Regions from separate parts of the Xenopus tropicalis genome. Here region 2 is linked to region 1. A link is a contact called in public Hi-C data. All regions are on one chromosome and are shown on one strand. The core of a region is the stretch at or near the end of the contact, and the rest is flanking DNA. Distances in the headings are between cores, read along the strand shown. Region 1 overlaps hk1 (hexokinase 1). Region 2 holds the start of stox1 (storkhead-box protein 1).

The links. A called contact is a pair of places that touch in the nucleus more often than the background predicts.
Region 2: a contact with region 1 is called in a Hi-C map of gastrula embryo, with 2.0 times the contacts expected there. The contact joins the promoter of stox1 here to the enhancer-like site in region 1. A contact is called at or near these places in 2 of 5 Hi-C or Micro-C datasets (gastrula embryo and neurula embryo).

The regions. Positions count from the first base shown.
Region 1 is chr7:38,754,856-38,757,414 of UCB_Xtro_10.0, forward strand. All of the region lies in intron 3 of hk1 (hexokinase 1), which reads right to left. Among named protein-coding and RNA genes, the nearest start is that of hk1, 32 kb to the right of the region's middle. Within about 2 kb of position 1,271, at least 2 of the 11 cell types and tissues checked have an H3K27ac peak or open chromatin away from gene starts, as enhancers often do. A contact at or near this core is called in gastrula embryo and neurula embryo, where this site is marked.
Region 2 is chr7:38,995,400-38,997,958 of UCB_Xtro_10.0, forward strand. stox1 (storkhead-box protein 1) reads right to left here and starts at 1,270. Exons shown (of 4, transcript XM_002936869.5): 1 at 764-1,270. The coding sequence starts at 1,091.

The sequences.
Region 1 (2,559 bases), core at 21-2,520:
TACAATATTACTTTAAGGCATATTAAGGCCACTAGATGGCGCTATGTGTCCTTTAACCCTTCTAATGCCATAGATTGTCAGCACATTAGTGCCATAGTGCTACCAGTGCTTTAGATCCTACTTTTCCAGCTTTATCTGTAATCTATGTTGTGTTGTACTGGCAATATGTAGTATTCCGAATTTAAAGAGTCACAGCACTAAAAGGGTTAAATGAATCCCTGCTTACAAATGCAAGAAGAGAGGAATTGCATGGTTAATTCATATATTAACAGAAAAATAAATCATTCTATCAGGGTTAAGAAATAAAAAGGCACTAGGTTTGCTCAAGAGCAGTAACCCATAGCAACCAATTAGCAGGTAGAATTTTCTGGTTACCTGTTTAAAAGCAAACATCCGATTCGTTGCCATGGGTTACTTGGTGCTTTTTGTTACATATAGGGGTATGTGTGTACCTGTTTGCTTCTATATAATTCTGCTTGCAGATTCTGCCTTGTCTATAAAAGCCCTTTATTCCCTGTCACAATCCTCCAATGTCCCAAACAACAGCAAATCATACAGACTGATACTAGGGGATACGGATATATTGGATCACAAATGATACATTTAGAAGGTTAACAAAGTTAAGAAAGACTATGATAAAATCCAGGGTTAGCACTGCAGCAGAAATATCATTTATACATGCCCAGTTTTGGAAAACCACAAATGGAAAGGTTTTAGTGCACCTTTAACCAGGTACAGAAAGGAGTTTTATACCAACCAGCAGATCCCAGCACTTTTATTATACTATAAGAACTGCAAAATATAACTGAACTGTGTTTTTTAAGAAAGGGCTGCCACCAACTCACAGCTAAGTACATGCTACATGAATCCACAGGCTGACACAGGGCACAGGCCTATAGGATACAGGATTAGGTATTTAGCAACCTACAATCTTTTAATCCCGCACCGTATATCTCACGTACGCACACCAATAATTTCTGCTTTGATCACTGCTAATACATACAGGTCAAGGTAAATAATAATATATAAAACTCTTCAGAAACCCCTTTCTCAGAAAAATATTCCTTTGAACCTAAAAATCTTAAATTAAATATTTAATATTATCTGTGTCAGACTGTTTTTGATCACTGGGATAAGAAAACAAGTTTAATAAATTCTATTTTAGAGCACCTGCATCCCAGAAAGAAACGGAAGCAATACACATTCCCCATTCACAAACATCTCACTCACAATGACCCTATTAAAGTCTGCATTTACAACGTAATTTAAAATTCTTCTTCCATTGTCCCAGGCCCTTCCCTCTTGCACTTAACTAAATGACAGGACTGATCTACCTCTATGCTGCTCCAACATGTGCATTAAGCTCCGCTGCTCATTTCAACACATTTGTGTTTGAAATCCAGAATTCTGGAGACCCTTTTCTAAAGGTAAAGACACATGGAGCTCCTAGTAGCAGCTACTTGCCACAGCTACAAAAACAGACAATGCTGATCATTTACTGATAATTGCCTCTATTTGTGTTTTAGCAGAGGCAATTCTCAGTATTGTCTATGGCAGAGTATTTTCGCATATTTAGTAGCCGTGACAAGTAGCTGCTACTATGTAGCTCCATGTGTCTTTACTCTAAAGCTGCCCCTTTCTCTGGAACCCAATTTACCCAATCCCTTCTAAAGCTGCACGTCATCACAGCTGCATTTAATGACCACTAACTATTCAGGACAGGTTCCCCTTTCCAGGACTATCAGTTCAATGAACTTAATTGCATTAATATTATATGCTGTATTGTGATTTATTCCACGTATCGGCATTGAATTACTGCATCTAACTTCCAATAGTGTTTTAATAACTCCAAGAAATCCTATAATCTCCTAGAAATTTCTGACTCAACTGATTTTAGGTTTATGTGCGCTTATCATTTTGATGCCACCACCCTCTCTAGGAGATAAACTTCCCATGCCAGAAAGCAGGTTCTTCCCATTTTAGTGAATAGGAGATGCATTACCAATGTTAGATTCTAGCAATATTTCCTGTGAAAGTGCCCGCATGATCTCTCACAGGCAGTGTGCATTGTATAGGGACAGGCAAAGGTTGGGCAAGAGGTGTGACATGAACCTAATGGAACATATTATCAGCTAGGACATTTACCAGTTATGTCAAAGACAAAAATGCCCCCCTATCAAAGTACAATGTAGATAGCAACAGGAACCACTTTTACACAGACAGCCAACTACAGGGCTACTGACAGAGTGATAACAGAAAATAGTTCCCATGGGATTCCTGTGACATGTGATTGTCCTGAATGAGAAAGAGTGCGTGCTCCCCTCACCCTTAGTTTATCTCACTCACCAACCTTGTACAGTTCCAATGGTTCTGAGCAGCAGATGGCCAGTCAGCTGGGATGTAAGGGGCAGACGGCCCATTGACAAATTAAAACAAAAGTCTATTGTGTTTCTCAGCTGTCTGGCTCTTAAATAATTCTAATTGCATCCCAAAGCTGCCCGTCTGCTTGTACAGCAGAAGGCATTAATCAGCAGTTTTTTAAAAAGCCGAGTCATCCTA
Region 2 (2,559 bases), core at 20-2,519, 240 kb after region 1:
CAAACAGAAATATTAAAGTAGTCAATGAGTGGAAGTGAACTTGCTTTGGGGTATATCAGTCAGTGAGCAACAAGTAAGCCTTGGCTCATGGATTTGTGCACAACAAGGGGGACTGAAAGGGAGGTCTCTACAGTACTGGAATAAACGAGGTGGAAGTTAAAGTTCAACAACAGCATAAGGGCTGCAGGTTGGACCACATACAGAAAGAATATTTGGCAACTGTTACACAATGACACATGTGTTTTATCCAAGAGATCCCATGCAAATGCCCTCTCTGCCCCAGTCCTGCCCAGAGACAGAATATGGGGGCTTCTGGGGCATAGGAGGGACACATATTGGGGTTCAGAACGGCTGATGGGGCACTGCAGTACCTGAGGGGAAAAAATGGAAGGAGCTGCAAATACAGGGGTTCTGTAATACGGATGGAGAACTGCAATATCCGTTGAAAAGGCTGAGGGGCTCCTGTGACAAGGGGGACACAACAGGGGTTCAGAAACACAGATGGGGCACTACAGTGTCAGTAGGCATGGGGAAGAGCTAAGGGGTACAACGGCAGAGTTCAGATGGAGCACTGCAGTACCAATGGAAAATGGGGTACGGGGGCACAAAGAGAGAGGCATAGTAAGGCAGGGTGCATTTCTGCAGTAGCTGTGAGAAATGATAGGGGTTAATAGGACAGAAGCAAAAAGGTTCGTTTGCAATTAGCGAGCTAGCAGTTAATATGCAATAAGGATGCCTTCCCACAGGCTAGCCATGTACTCACCCAGCGCTCTGATGATGAAGCCCCGGGGCGGCCGCAGCGCTCTCCGGACCCAGGCATCTCTCAGCACCTCCAGCTCAGCGCTCTGCCCCTCCACCAACAGCACCCAGCTCTCCAACCACCCCTGAAAGGCCACCTCGGACACGGCCCGGACCAGCCTCCTGTTCCAGAAACATTTCACGTTCGCAGCCTGAAAGTCCTTAAAGATCCGTCTGCCCCCTTCTTCTTCCCCACAGCTGCCTCTCTCCTCCTCCCTGCTGCCTTCTACCCTGCACAGCACTAGGGCCAGAGTGCTAGGGGCCAATTGGACCACCCTGTCCCGGGACATCATCCCTTTACAGCTTCCCGTTAACGCGCATAGAATAGAGCGAGTCAAAGGGCTTCATTCGCAGCTCTCCCTGCGCTCACATCCAACACTCCGCTGCCCGGGTTACTGCAGGCAATTAGGGGCGGAGTTGCCAGCTGCCCGTCGGTCGCTGTTCGGCCTATGGGAATGGGAAAGGCGGTAGGGGCGGGTCTGTGCCGAGCACCTTGGTGTTTGATCCTAGTGAATGGGAACGAAGGGGAAGTGAAACCTGTGATATGAAAAAAAAACCTAAAGAGATATCATTTTGCCGCTTTTGTACGAATGTAACTTCAGTTGTACCAATCTCTATAATGGGAATACTTTCCAGCAAAAAAAGAAAAATCGTTTTACTTGGATGCTTATTATGACACTGGAGGTTCAGATATGCTTTCTGGTTGGCAACAGCCTCCTCCCCCTTTTTTTAAATATATTTTATTAGAGTTTACTTGTATTTTATCAATGTGTAATAAGCAATAAGCATGTTGGGCACTGAATTTACTGTCCTATGAAAAAGCATGGCAGCTGCTGGGGTAAGGAGAAAGGGCAAGTTCCATCTCTGCCCTACCTGTGGGAAATAATGGGGGGTTGCAACTAGCAACCCATTGGTGAATATGCAATAAGGATGGAAATGCAGGTGTAGCCCACTTTATAAACAGATGTGGCACTACCTGCTGAATTACTCTGTTTTGGCGCTTCCAGGAGTCCTGAGCCCCGCTTACTATGGGGGAAGCAGGGATTTCTTTGATAATGGCGTGCCTCCACCCAGGGCTCTGCTATGGGAGAACTACAACTCCCACCCTGGGAACTGATGTAGTGTATTAACCCCTCAATAGGATCCACTGGCTGCAGGCTGATTTGCCCCTCCCTGGGGTAACTCCTTACCAGTTGTAGTGGTCCTGGGTACACACACACGGAATACAGCAGATTGCAAATGAACAGATTGATCTTTATTGGGCAGACCTCTCCAGGAGTGTATCATCAGACAGTCAGGGCACATCCACAGGTTACATCAATGCACAAGACCCTCGCTCAAAGGTACCCAGGGTACTCACGCCAGAATGATCTCCTCTAGGAGGTCCTTCCGGTACTACACGCCAAGAGACCCTCTCTTAGGGCTCTCCCCGGTACTCTCGCCAAGCAGACCCTCCACAGAGACTCATCCCCGGTACTACACCCAGGCTACTCTTTAGCAGGGTCCTCTTTCTCTTGGAGACTATCTCTCCCTTACCTACACACTGTGTGCCCTAAACTTCCAGCTGATGTAATGCTGGTAGGATCTTAATCCTCTACACTCCTGGAGGGGCAATGCGGCCCATTCTTACCTTCCACTCCCTACATGGCACTCCTAGAGTGTCCTAACACAGGGAAACTACTAACTCACAGGGGAGCTCCTCTCTCTAGAGGCTCCCAACTTAAGATGGCTCCCAGCACATGGCTGTTTCCCTTATATGGG